2 separate regions of the Hordeum vulgare genome follow, and region 2 is linked to region 1. A link is a contact called in public Hi-C data. All regions are on one chromosome and are shown on one strand. The core of a region is the stretch at or near the end of the contact, and the rest is flanking DNA. Distances in the headings are between cores, read along the strand shown.

The links. Hi-C and Micro-C count contacts between places; a contact is called where the count stands out from the background.
Region 2: a contact with region 1 is called in a Hi-C map of seedling, with 1.9 times the contacts expected there. The contact joins the promoter of LOC123407128 here to the promoter of LOC123408635 in region 1. A contact is called at or near these places in 1 of 6 Hi-C or Micro-C datasets (seedling) and 1 of 1 datasets of contacts at active chromatin or transcription factors (embryo).

What each region holds. Positions count from the first base shown.
Region 1 is chr7H:496,776,513-496,784,057 of MorexV3_pseudomolecules_assembly, forward strand. LOC123408635 (UDP-galactose/UDP-glucose transporter 3-like) reads right to left here and starts at 3,328. Exons shown (of 7, transcript XM_045101697.1): 1 at 3,118-3,328; 2 at 2,919-3,016; 3 at 2,669-2,805; 4 at 2,055-2,085; 5 at 1,236-1,339; 6 at 800-921; 7 at 178-716. The coding sequence starts at 3,278. The coding sequence ends at 296.
Region 2 is chr7H:497,108,816-497,116,360 of MorexV3_pseudomolecules_assembly, forward strand. LOC123407128 (lactoylglutathione lyase) reads right to left here and starts at 4,198. Exons shown (of 9, transcript XM_045100189.1): 1 at 4,002-4,198; 2 at 2,984-3,114; 3 at 2,770-2,894; 4 at 2,487-2,551; 5 at 2,191-2,406; 6 at 2,028-2,075; 7 at 1,839-1,946; 8 at 1,607-1,759; 9 at 430-616. The coding sequence starts at 3,102. The coding sequence ends at 575.

The sequences.
Region 1 (7,545 bases), core at 2,078-4,577:
TACCAATATGCATTGGCAATATATGTATTTGTTAGTAAAACATCATACTTTGCAACAATGAAGAAAGTTCGAGTAGAAGCAACACAATTCATTGCTACCCTGAGTAGAATAGACTACCCAGCCGTTTTTAAATAGCCAACCCTATCAGCAATTACCATGCATCTCACACATTTTCTGTAAATGTAAACCTCTTTTCTATAATTTCAACGGACTACATTAATGATCTCCCGGATATCTCCACAACAAATGTGTGCAATCAAAGCTACAAATCAAAATGTACTTATAAGAACCAAGTTCATTCCTTGTGATCTCTGCCCTTCTTTCTCTTCCATTTGAGATATATTTGGAGAGAGAGGCCAGAAAAGACCATCACAACACTTCCCCATTGCTCCATGGACAGTGGGTTACCACTGATAACTGATGAGATGACGATGCTCATGAACTTGCGGGTGGTGGTGATGGTAGTGTTAGTAAGAGAACCGAATCGGCTGATGGTTAGGAAGATAAAATTCTGACCCACGGCACCGCATAGGCAGAACATGAGAATGTCCCAGGCCACCTCTGGGTTCTCCCGGCAAAAACTCACCGCCTCAAAACCGTTTGCGTATGGCCAGTTACTAAACAGTAAAGGCGCCACAAACATAATTACAGTATTGTATATGGTTCCCCAGAGGTTCATGCCAAGCATTATATCCCAAGGGTTAGTCTTGGGGTACCTGCAATAACACAATTTTACTTTCCATTCAGAAAAAAATATATCACAATTTTGCTTTGAAGTGGAACAGATAGATATGTTTACCGGGACTTGATTAAATCTTGGGTCGAGTTAGTGTAGCCATCAAAAGCTAAGTTGAGGAAGCACAATCCGTAGCCAAGAGGAGCATTAGGGTTAGCAAGCTTCTTGATAGTCTTCGAGCTTGTCTGATTCAGTAAAAACAAACAAAAGCTTCAGGAGTGACTTGAAGTACAATTATTTTGATCCGTCTTCTTTCTCAGGGTCTACATAAAAGCTAGCTAAGCAGAGCCTTAGTTATAATGATTTTGATCATTTGATGTGTCTTGTAGTTCAGACTTAATCAGAAAAAAGAACCGTATGGAATATGACATCAATTATTTTTTCTCAGTTTAATCTATAGATCGGCAAAAGGTTTTAATGGTTTCAGTGGCATCATCAAAGGCATGCAAAGCTCATTGCTGGTTTGTTGATTAATATATGAAAATGAAGAATTCCTTACTTTCAACAATGCAAAGGATGACACGCCCCCGGCAACAAGGAAGGTGCAGAAGTACTCTGGAAGTGTATACTTAACACCATAGAGTAGAGTTCCCATCAACATAACTGTGCATAAAGAATCAAAAGTTAGAAAGACCAGTACAAAGCTGTCCAGGCTAAGAAGCATGAAAGGTTAATCGTTACTCAAAACACTTAACGCAGATTGCTCAGTAACACAGTTATCTATGTGACATCAACTATACATGCTTGAGATTGGAAATGTAAACAATGCACAGAAGGGTTTCCAGTGTGCAGGGTGTACTGATAGCTGAAACAATAACATGGTGGCAAAATGGAACAAAATGCTCCTTGTGATACAAAATGACCCACTCTCCGCACATGCTTGATTGGAAAATGGAAATGAAGTTCCAAAAGTTTCAGTAGTGTACAGAGATTTGTCTGAGAGTCTACTTTAGTTATTTTCAGACATTTTCATGAACCAAAAATAAAATCCTAGTTCGTTTTTGGCGGCTGCATATACTTGACAGTTAGTGGGCATAGCAATAGTAGCTCATGTATAAATTTCCTCTACATTCGACTGGGAGACGATGATCCAGAATAACCTTGAGACCCCATTTGTTTGTTTTAAGCCCCTGGTTAATAATACTGATGACATGCACAGTTTTGGATATTCATAAAAAGGTGTAGTTAACTACTTAACTTTACTCAGTAAATGATGAAGTGGACTGGCGCACCAATCACAAGTCATTATATGCAGCATTCATATAAAAAAAGTGTAAATAAAAACTGCATTGTATGCATAAATATATGCAAAACTCACCTGGAATCATCTTAGAAGATTTTGCCAAGACCTGTTACAGACAGAAAATAGTTCAAGATCCTTTATCTCCAGTAGTTTTGGGCATCATTAAAAAGAACAGCAATATTTCGTCAATTGGAAATGCATCTTTGATATTTAACTAAATCATCAAATTCCAATTCCACACAAGGTTGAGATATGATCATATGAAGCAGGCGTGTTACCAGTTTTCTGATAGTTATGGATAAATTAGTATAATGTCATGCACTCTTGCGTATAGTATTAAACATAGGTTGAAAAATATCAGTATACCCAAGATTGTACATCAATGTGACATCCAGTGGTAACTAAGTACTCGTTTTTATTTTCTGATAGTTATGGATAAAAAAGTGAGCACCCCCAATGGAGTATCCCGTTTAGGTTTGTAAGCCCATACTGCTGCCTTAGAACTCCAATCAGCCATTGGCCAATTTCTTAGCACAGTTAACTAACTCAAGACTAGAACATTTGTACTCCATAACCACCACTTACTACATTAACGATTAGCCCAATCAACACCTAATTGCAAATACAGCATCCACATAGAATCCCATACACCCAAGAAGCTGAGACGGCAAAAGCAGCAAGATCCAAACCTGAGCCGGGTAGCTGATGTACTTGAGCGCCTCGATCCCCATGGTCGGGCCGATGGTGTTGGTGATGCTGACGCCCCAGTACTTCAGAAGAGGCGCCCGCCCGGCAGGACTGCTACCACCCGACCACAGCTTGATCACTGCAGGAACCGACCAAAGTCACGACCCCTTCACACGCAATCGTCGTCCACGAGCAGCGAAATCGCGGCCGCATTCGGTGAGAAATGCAAAAGCGCAGCTCGAGGGTGCTCACTTATGAAGGACCAGACGAAGCAGACCACGTTCTGCGCGAAGTTGAGGAACGCGAGGTGGTCGAACCGCCGCTCCTCTGGCCCGAATCGCTTCGTCGATCTGAGCCGATGGGGAAAGCAGAGAACCCGGCGAAGTCAGCCATGTTTCTCTCTGTCGCGAGCCAACACCATTGGGGATGGGGGGAGAGAGAGGGTGCTTACAGCGTCTCCTGGAGGATCCCCTGGGTGATGTAGGATGACCAGATCCCGCCGACGCAGAAGGCGAGCACGGCCACGCGCGAAGCCAGGCTGCCGCCGCCGTCGACGCGGGGGCGGCTTCGGACCCCGCCTCCCCGGCCTTGGCCCTTCCGCGCGGACACCATGGCGCGTTCGTTCGTGTGGCCTTCGCCGGCGAGGGGGATCGGTTGCACGCTCCCGGGGGTCAGAGAAGGCAAGTGTTATAGCAGTTGGGCGCAACCGCGGAAAAGGAGAGCGCGCGTCAGAGGATTGACGTGGCGTGGTGTGGTTGGGCGGAAGGTGCCAGCGGGGACGCCGTATTGGCTGGGTTGGCGTGGAAGGACCAGTCCGAGTCTCTGAGGCTGTGTGGGTCTGAGCTCAACTCTTCTCGATTTTTCTTCAGATCAGAGTTTAGAGCATCTCAAGCAGATTCGTATATCCCGGCCCAAAAAAAACCGTTTATAACGGTTTGTAACAATGGTGATATTTTAAAAATATCATATAGAATAAATGATGAGATAAAGAAGAGAAACTCATAAACAAGAGGTGATCTCTTAGCACAATATGTCTCACCATGTTTTTAGGAATAGGTAGTAACTAGCAAAAGGGTCCGTGCGTTGCAACGGAAGAAAAAACAATTATAATATTCAATGATGCTGATCATATTATGTTTTTAAATTTTAGAATATTTCTTGAAATGGATGAACATTTTTTGAATTAGCAAACATTTTTCTAATTGCACTCAAAAAATAATACACAAACCTTTTTCAAAATCATGGCATTTTATTATTTTCACCAACATTGTTCTCAAAATTATGAATATTTTTCTGAATATGTGAATCTTTTTACAAAAATCCCGAGCATTTTTTGAATTCACAAACATTTTATGTTTTCTTCAAACTTTTATTTCAAAATTCTGAATATTTTATTTCAAAATTCTCAGTTTCTTAAAATTGAGAAAGGTTATTCGAAATTTTAAATTATTTAAAGTAGAAAAACAAAATGGAACTGGAAAGAAAAATTAAAAACTAAACTAAAAAAACAGGCGCCCACGCATGGGCCGGCACAAACAGGTGTGTTGCATCGTTTTTCAATGGCGAGAGCGTAATATAGGAGGCGCCTACATGGCCCGGCTCAGTTCGAAGATTTTCCTGTTTGAAACGTTTTTTATGACTTATAGTGACATTGGTGGGTAATTTTAGCTAACTTTAGGGGCAATTTTAATGACGTACGGCAGAAGCAATATTTGTTTTATTAATAGGTAAGATTGAAGATAAGACTAAGAGGTGATCCATTATTAAAAAAATGTCATCTCTAAATTACATGTAAGACTTAAGATAAGATCATCGTATCAATCATTGTACATGTCCTAAAACATAACGTGAGACCTCAAACAGACCCCGTAAATTCGTCCCATAAAACTATAAGACCTTCAACGAAACATAACCCGAAAATTTTGTCCGACAAATGTTTTATCCGTGCTAGAGGCCTTGCGGTACCGTAAAGAAAAGTATAGAACAAATACACACGAGTGCTTGCGTATGAATACACAAAGTTTGTATATATATCACTAGTCCATCACATCCAAAATCATGTATAACATACGAGATAGCAAGTTTGTGTGATCAAACAAAATAAAGCATGATCAAATGACCAATTGATACGTCCAAAATGCATCATTATTTTGTATCATAATTTGTCTCTATTCATTGATATATTTCACAATATGATGATGTACTTATAGTGTTTTGGCTTATTTTACATAGTTTACAACTTTCCGGTGCCGAAACAGCAGACGCGGGATTCAGCGGAGAAAATAGCATGAAGAGTTACCATATCAGAACATCTCCAACTGCGCTGAAATTTACGAGGAAGAGGTTTCCGAACGAATCACGAAGACAGAACGAAGAAGGGCCGGAGGGGGCCCACCAGGCACCCAGGCGACCTGGTGGCGCGGGTCACCCCTAGGCCGCGCCCAGAGGCCGCCTGGGTGGTGGGTCCCGCCTCCGGTGCTCTCCTTTGGCCTATATGACCCTTGTGACCTACAAGTTTCGGGGACAGAAGTTTTTTCGGAGTTCCGCCGCCGCTCCGGGGCGGAAACCTACAGAGAAGAAAAGACCTTTCCGGCGGACAGATTCTGCCGGGGAGAACTCCTCCCGGAAGGGGAGATCGTCCTCATCGTCATCACCATCGTCACGGGCATCATCGAGATCATCATCACCATCATCACCATCATCATCATCACCAGCACCATCTCCATCTTCACCCCGTCTCACTTTACCATAGCAATCGGAGTTGTATCTTGCACTATTCATCCCCTCTACTCTACCGGTGTTGATTACTCTTTTGTGGTAAATTCTATTGAGTTTTGTTGGAGAATTATTGTTACGACCAGATTATTTACCATATTTTCATCACCTCTGATCATGATCTCTTTTATGTCTCGTGAGTAGTTCCTTTAGTTCTTGAGGACATGGGAGAAGTCTAGTTGCTAGTAGTCATATGATGTTGAAGTAATATGTGTTGATTGATATTTAAGTTATGGTGTTATTCTTCTAGTGGTGTTATGTGAACGTCGACTACATAATATTTCACCTTTTTAAGGACCTAGGGGAATGCATAGTGTATAAAGAATGTTTATGGTGGGTTGCCGGAGTGACAGAAACCTGAACCCCAGTTCGCATACTTTTGCATGAGGGAGTATTGGATCCTAAAGCTTATTGCTATGGTTAGGCTTTGCCTTAATTTCTGTCTTGTATTTGTGGACGCTTGCAAGGGGGATTAATCATAAGAGTGTACTTGTCTTAGCCTAGACAGTGCACTAGTTAAGATCCACCCACATAACACTTATCAATACAAAACATAGTACTAGACAGAATATGGCGAAAGCACTTGACTATCTCTCCCGTGTGTCCTCAGGAACGCCTTAGTCTTTATAAGTTTAGTTCCTCGGCTTATACTTTGTGCTCAAAAGGATTGGGCCACTTGATGCAACTCGGCACCAATTAATTTCTTGCATTTACTTCCTTGTTGCTTATACCAGAAATCCCATAAAAAGTTACCTTTCAGTACTTGCAGTTATTCCTTGCTCAAGATCACTTACCAGTACCTTCTGCTCCTCGTTGGGTTCGACACTCTACTTATCGGAAAGGCTACAATAGACCCCCTACATTTGTGGGTCATCACCAATCGGTCGTGAAGAAATCAAGCAACATCCTCATTGTTGCAAATATCATCGTCACTACCACCGTCCCTAGCACCTCCATCACCATCATGTACATCGACCTAAGAATGAGTACCACCATCTTCAATAACTTGGCCTCCAGAATGAGTACCACCACCACCATCCACATTGTTTGCCGAAGCACCACCACCACCTTCGCCACCATTACCATAAGCTTTACCACCACCACGAATGCCGAAACCAACACCACCTCTAAACCCACCTCCACCACCATTGTCAAAGCCCTAAACCCACCTTAGCAACCATTGTCGAACCCTTAACCACCTCCGAACCGACCTCCACCACCATTATCGAACCCTCCGCCACCCATGCTGAAGCCACCACCACCATTATCGAACCCTCCACCACCCATGCCGAAGCCACCATCACCAACATTACCAAAAGAAAAAAACTACAAACCCAACACCACCACCGCCATAAGATTTTGAAGCTCTATCTTTCTTCAGAACATGATATCCATTATTTTTAATTCCCAAAATTCTCTTGGAATTGCATCCACGCCCTACGGATTCACCATTATGATCCGGTCCTCCTCGATTGTCCTCTCGTCCCTCCTTCTTTGCTCCACTAGGGCAATCTTGCGCTCCTCGTAGGCACACCAATTCTCTCATTTCTCCTCCTTGTACTTCTGTTTCTTCTTGGCCATGGCCAATTTAGCATCCACATGCTTGGTTAACATGGTCTCTTTCATCTTCGCCCTCTCACCAATTTGATCTCTCAAAGTGGTTGCAACGGTGATACGTCCATTTTGCATCATGCTTTTATACCAATATTTATTGCATTATGGGCTGTTAATACACATTATGGTACAATACTTATGCATTTTCTATCTTATTTTACAAGATATACATGAAGAGGGAGAATGCCGGCAGCTGAAATTCTGGACTGGAAAAGGAGCAAATCTTAGAGACCTATTCTACACAGCTCCAAAAGTCCTGAAAAGTTACAACAAATTGTTTTGGAATATATAAAAAATAATGGGCGAAAGAAATACCGGAGGGGACCCACCAGGAGGTCACAAGCCAGGGGGCGCGACCTACCCCCTCCTCGCGTCGTGTAGGCTTGTGGGCCCCCTGGCAGGCCTCCGGTGCCCATCTTCTGCTCTATGAAGGGTTTTGACCTGAAAAAAAAATCATATCAGACCTTTCGGGATGACGCACCGCCGTCTC
Region 2 (7,545 bases), core at 2,948-5,447, 330 kb after region 1:
ATTTTGGAAAAAAGATAAGGTAGGAAGTGTTCGTGGCTGTGGGAGACACAATGGAGATTGATCACACGGCGCGATCAGTCCAATCTTCTGCCAGTGCGGCGAGTTTAAGCATTTTCCTTTTTCTTTGGAAATAAATGGTTGCAAGGTTATGGTGCAGGGATGCTGGGCGATCTCTTTTCTTTCTCTGGATCGGGTATACTATCCGCTGTAGGTGAGCATCTTCCTCCTTTTCCCACACTATAATCTCTCACAATCTAGTACCGGGTTAATGTTTTAACCAGAACTAACAATCAACTTTGTAGTTATAACCAAAATGCAAGCAACTTAATAACACTAGGCCAATGACGGCATGGGCATAACACTAGGCCAATGACGGCATGGGCATAACACTAGGCCAATGACGGCATGGGCATGCGGTAGTTGCTTTTATTTTTATTCGTCGAGCGGAAGAGGCTGCCTTTTTATTACATCGCACACAGACCATTTGCTACATGAGGTTTGTTTTATTACATCACACAGACCATTGCTACATACGGTTCCTCCTCACGACACTAACATCTGAGCCTGCTCATCTTCAGTGCAGCTCCTTGAGGAAGTCTGCGTAGTCCACCAGAACCTACAACCGGAGGAATAACATTAGTCACGTACTGATACTGTGGCTGGCTGGTTGCAAAAGATAAGTCATTTTCAGTAGTAAAAGCAACCACTACATCAGTTAGTAACCACGCCTGCAACCCAGTTTACATACAGGGTTTAAGAAATCATGTTCAGTATTAACAATCATGCTGCAGCGAAATTTGAGGTGAAGTTCCACCTCACTTGATTAATTTGCTTTGCTACGCCTAGGATGCATACCAGCCTCGATTGTGTTCTGCTAACTAAGTGGGTGACGCCTCAAAACTGTTAAAGTTTATTCTCTAGACAATAGATGATGGTGACACAACTGGAGGAACTACAGCTCAGACTATTAATATAAACCTCTATAAGATTATGTTGTTTTCCAAGTTCTATTTTATTTTACGAAGTAACAATTGTCCTTGAAGGTGCCAATCCAAGAGGTCTCTGAAACTATGTACTCTCTCCGTCTCTGAAAAGGTCTATAATCTTTTTTTGATGTCAAACGGTGCAAGGTTTGACCAAGTTTGTAGTATAAATTATGAAAAACTATGGTACCAAATTAATATTAATATTATTAGGTACACAGTAAAATATATTTTCATAACATATCTATTTAGTAGATATTGTAGTTATAGATAGTTTTTCTTACAAACATGGTCAAACTATGTACGGTTTGACTTCAGACAAATTTATAGGCCTTCTTTTCAGAGACAGGAGGGAGTATGTACCAACTGGCAATAGTTCGTTTCTAGAGAGGAACTAGCAATTAAGCTGTGACTACAGTAGTTGTGCAGGCCAATTGAATTGTCCTTCGTTTCGTTTCAAATTAATTCATTTAACTGCCAAAGTACATTGACTACGGTAAGCTCTTCAAATTTTAAACCAATCATTGACTACAGCAAGCACATCTTGAATTCATAATTAACTGTTAATGACCCCCTCGATTCAAATAAAGCAGTGTTATGCACAAGACATCCAGAAGACATACCACTTTCCAGCCATCTGGGTCAAGGAAAGAGGTGATTTTGGTGTTCAGCCCCGGTAGTGGCCCTGGCTGCCTTAGAATCTTTCCACCTAGTTCTTTGGTAACCAGCTCAACTGCTTCGGCGCTCTTGTACACATCGTCAGTGCCAATAGCAACCTGCACTTAGGCAACACAATAATTAAGAAATGCCAAAACTTAGAAAAGGAAATAAGCGCAGAAGAAAACCTGTCAATACCTGAGCATATGCATTGCCCTTGTTATATTCCGTGACACCATAGTTGTATGTCAACTCCAGAACAGTGGTCTTGTCCTCCTCAGCATAGCCCATCATGGCAATGGTGTACTGCACAAATCATAAATATGCTCAGTGTATCAAAATTTAGAGGACAAATGGCATCAACACAACAATTGTCATGTGATGTACCTTATACTGAGGCACATCCTTCTTCCTCAGAAGCTTCATCCCAAGGGCCTGCATAAAAGTCAAATGTTAGAATATCCCATATAAAACTATAGTTCTAGAGAATATACAGAAAGGATACTGTCTCTTAACATTTCAAACAACCTCCCATTTTACAAAACAATACCTTCTCGTAGAACATGATAGCCCGATCAAGGTCACCAACACGAAGCATAACTTGACAGAGAGGCTCAGGCGTCGGACCCCTCTGGATAAGCTCAAACAAGTAACCATCTGGGTCTTGTGCAAAGGCAATCACAGTGGACCCTCCCTTGACAGGACCAGGTTCACGAGTGATCTTACAACAATCAGATGATTTAATTGTCTCAGACAGCTTGTACACCTGCATTGCATCCATGACATCAAACAAGCCCAAGGGTCTGTAACATAAAGGGTAAGATGTTGCAGGTAAACAATACATACATCCTCATTTGCGATGGCAAAATGTCCAAAGCCCGCTCCAATGTCGTACTTGTCAACACCATAATCTATCAAACGAGAACGAGCATATTAGCACAACAGGAGGTGGCAAACAATGACAGTATAGTCCCACAAAATAGTTTATCGGTTCATATGTAGAGAGAAGAACAAGGCCCCGTTAGTTTGCCAGTCTTCTCACTGAGGTGGATACACACTTTGCCCAAACATTAACAAGAATATCAAACCGGCTGCATTAGAAACAACTGTGAGTGGACGATGAACATACTGTAAGTCAGCTCAAGTGCAAAATTAGTATCCTCAGGTCCAAACCCAAGAAACGCATTGGTGTACTTCTCTTCTGGGACATCTCTTTTCCTCAGCAGCTTCATCCCAAAGCATTCTGTGTAACACCTATGAGAATTAAGTCACCCGCATTAGCCCAAACATACTAGTAATGATATTGCAAATATCACCGTCTACCAAAAGCATAGCCAACATACTTAATGGTTTTGTCAAGATCTCCCACACGGTAAACAGCATGCAGCATCCTCTTTTTGTCCTGCTTAGGCCATTCCAGCACGGCCTCGGCGGACTTTCCAGCTTCGCTACCGGTAGCCATCCCTGTTGTCACCTGTAAGAGTTGTTATGCACTCAATTATTATAGCAAGGAAAGAGGTAAGAGCATCTGTAGCAGCTTGTGTGTGTGTGTATATATATATATATAGACAATGGTCCAAAACGATTCCCTCTCAAAATTTCTAGTTTTCCAGCAGATTGTCTATACTCTCTCCTATATATCGTATACTCCCTTCGTTCCTAAATATAAAACCTTTTAGAGATTCTACTATAGAATCCATACGGAGCAAAATAAAAGAATCTACACTCCAAACTAAGTCTATAGTGAAATCTCTAAAAGGTCTTATATTTAGGAACAAAGGAAGTAAAAGCAAAAGAATACAGTAGCAACAGCACTCCTCTATCAAAATTATCCTAACTAAATACTGCACCTCCCTAAAAGCAAAAGAATACAGTAGTGAGTAACAGCAGCATCACTGGATAAATTAGCAGCAACTAGCGGCAGGACTGGATAAATAAGTAGCGCCCCCAAATCCCTGCGCTGAGGCGAAAGGATCCCAATCCATCCATGAGCACCTCCCCCACAGCCCAGCCGCTACCACGCCAGGAAGATGTTCTGCTAAATCAAAGTAAAAATAAAAATAAAAACCAGCAAACTGCACGCATAGTTGGATTGGGGGTGGTTCTAAAAAATCCGGATCGGGGGTTTTCCCATGATTCACTCTGTTTTCCAAAAATCCTCCCCAGACGCAGTGCTTGAAACAAATCAAACTACATACAGATACGAATCCAAATAAGAAAGGGAAGGAGGCCATCTATCAGAAACCTGTAAGAAATCTACAAGCAGACATTAAAGGAACGGCGAATCGGAAAACTACGCACCGGCGCGTAAAGGAAGCAAGCGGAAGAGAGGACGAAGGAGATGGATTTGGGGATGCTCACCCCGGAAATACGATCCGGCAGAGATCCGTCCCACGCTGATGAGGAGCTCAGTCTAGAGGCTTCCAAGGAGAAGAGAGTCCGGCACCGATACTTATGATTGCGTTGATGGCGACGTGGTACCTCCTCACAGGCTGTAAAAGCGCATCCCTCCCACTAAAGCTGGCCAGATGGGCTGTGGGCGCGTGTCGGCATGGATGGGCCTGGCCCAGCAAGGTTACAAATGGGCCATGCCGGCACTCAAGATAAGATTGACATGCACGGAAGCAAAGAGCGCTTCTTCGGGGAGCCTTAAGAGCATCTCCACTCGCACATCCCCTTCCAAACATGCTCTTTTGCGTGACTTTTTAACGTCGATGGTGTAAAATCGATTCAGTCGCGTCTTTAAGAGGTCGTTTTTCGTCGATTCGGGTCGAAATTGGACCGACAGTCCCAAACCGAACCCAGCGTGCTGGGGTCGTCCGGGGCACTGGCGGAAAACGTTTTGGCGCGAAAAAACATTGGGCCTGCCAAGTCAGCGTGTGGTCGCACGTTCGTCGTCCTCATTGCCTCGTTTCCCGCAGGAACCAATGTGAAGGATGCGTCGCCGGTCAGCCTTCCATTGATTCATGGGCGGCACAGTGAAGGTGCGGCGACGAGCGTCCCGACGACGCACGTCCCGTCGGCTCCTGCCACGTGTTCACACACCGCCGCTTCGCGTGCCCGCCCGCTCGCTGCTATATAAGGTGACCCACCCCCTGCCGGTGGCCACACGCTTCTCCCCGCCGACGCTCTCTCCTCTTCTTCTTCGCCACCGACGCCTTCTCTTCTTCTCCTCCCCAATGGGCGAAGGCTACCCTAGCGATGGAGCTGCCGCCAATGGCTTCGGCCGCCTCGGCGACCCAGGACAGGGGAGCAGCAAGGACGGCACTCCAGCGGGCGGCAACGGCGATGACGGCAACGGCGACTACACCGCCTTCTACAAGCTCCTCGGCAGGTAGAAGGCAGCGGCGACGGGCGACGGCGACTTTAGCTTAGTTTTAGTTTTAATTTAATGTTTATTTATGTTTTTCTAGTTTTTGTACAAATTTTAATGAAGCTATGAATTTCGTATGAATTTTGCTGAGTTTTGGCCAAATTTGGGGCGATTTAAAAAAAAGTAAACCCTTTCGGGAGACCATTGGGGCGACTGCGAACCCGAGCCCCCCACCCCCTAGGCGACCCTGTTTCACGGCCTTGGAGGGGCGAACGACTGAAGATGCTCTAAGGGTCCCTTGGGGTGGTGAAAGCGTGCCTCTTGCACGTTCTTAGCCGCCGGCGCGTGTCATATCCTAAACTTTTTTTAAATTTTTCTTCATAAATTTTCGCACCTGTTTTTAGGTTTTTAGATGGTTTTTTTTGGGTTTTTTGGCTTTTCGGTTTCCCTGGTCTTTCTAAGCTTTTGGAAAGAAAAAAATCAAAAACAAATTGTATTAAAAAAATGTGTTTTTTTCATGGGAGACATGGTTTTGCTTTTGCGACAGAGACGGATTTGCTTTCACGAGAGAGGCAGATTTGCTTTCACGAGAGGCATGACCGTGCCTCTCTAAAATAGAAAAAAAATCTTTCGCAAGAGGTGCCTTTCTGAAACGAAAAAAAACATATTTTTTCCTTCCGTGAGAGGCACAGTTTTGCTTCCGCGAGAGACACGACCGTGTTTCTGTGAAACGAAAAAACGTGTTTTTCTTTTTTTTTCCTTTCGCAAGAGGTACGGATTTGCTTTCGCGGGTGGCACATTTTTTTGAACGGTTTAAAACTTTATTCCTCATATAATAGTCATGTCGTTTACAAGGAGGTGTGAAATAAAGTCTGGGACTGAAGAATCCCAAAAACCAGAAGATCTAGTCCTAAAGCTTGTTTGGCTAACTCATCAGCTACCTGGTTTGCCTTTCTAAAACAATGCCCAAAAGAAAGTTTAGTAAAGCCAATGGATAATTGCTTGTACTCTGCAATAACAACACTGTTAGTCCCATATAAGTGTCCAAGAGTTGTATGGATTCCGTCACAAAAGAACAATCAGATTCAACCTCCACTTTAGTGCATCCAATGCTAGATAAGAGATTTATGCCATTTTTGATAGCAAGAAGTTCAACGACATCAGCATCACGGACATGCGGTATGAACCAGTTGGATGTAACAATAACATCGCCCTTATCATCTCGTACCACAGCTCCACTTGCTCCTGGAAGTGTATCCGCATGAAATGATGCATCAACATTCACCTTCACCATGCAACAAATCAGTTTCTTCCACATATAATCTCCCAACCTCACTGGGGCTTAGAGGTAAGTGATCTGATGTAATTGGTTGCTAACACTCTGATCGACATGGATGTATTCTCCGGTGTTTGTGTTGATATCCCTTTCACAATATGTCGTCGCTGCCACCACAAGAACCAAGCTACAACACATACAATTTTTGTCGTAGGAATGCCATCACTTATTGGGGGCCATAGTTTTCGCTAGAGGCTTCTCTCTCGAAGAAAGCATATGGTGGGTAAACAAATTACTGTTGGGAATTTGATAGAAAAGGGCATAATATGCAATATTTATTCATGGAAATTATCATTACATATAGGCATCACATCCATAAACAAGTAGACCGACTGCTACTTGCATGTACTAATATTACTCCACCCATCGACCGCTATCCGAGATGCATCTTGAGTATTAAGTGAAAACAGAGTAATGCTTGGAGGATGATGACATGATGTAGACAAAATAATCCAATTAATATGAATGAACCCCATCATTTTACCCTTAGTGGCAGCAATACAATATGTGTCACGTCTGTTTATGTCACTCGTATTGAGCACCGCAAGATTGAACCCACTACAAAGTACCTCTCCCACTGAAGATAAATCAATCTAGTTGGCCAAATCAAATAAGTAGATCGGAGAGAATTATGAAGATATCACAATCATGCATATAAGAATTGAGAGAAGACTCATATATTATTCATGAATAATCTGGACATAAACCCACATTTCATCGGATCCCAACAAATGCACCGCACAAAGTGATTTCATATTCCCGCGGTGATCATGGTAACGAAGAAGGTAGAGAGAGATAATCATCTAGGTACTAACTACGGACCCGTAGGTCTATGATGAACTACTCACACATCACCATGGGAGAAACAAAGTTGATCTAGAGGCCCTCCGTGATTGATCCCCCTCCGACCGGGAACTAGAATAGGGCTCGAGATGGGCACACGGCGGAACAAAGGCTTGCGGCGGCGGAAAAAATGTTTCAGGAGGCTCCTTAGCATCTTTGGGGAATATGTGAATTTATATGACAGGTAGGAGGGCCAGAGGCCAAGGGGATGTGGCCCCAAGACATGAGGGCGCGACCACCCCCTTGGCACGCCCTGTTGGCTTGGCGCCACCCCATGGGGACTCCGGTCTCCTTCCGAAGCTCTATGGTCCTTATTTTGTCCAAAAAAATCATCAAAAAGTTTCGGAGTATTTGGACTTCATTTGGTATAGTATTGTTGAAAAGAAAAAACCATGCAGAAAACAACAACTCGC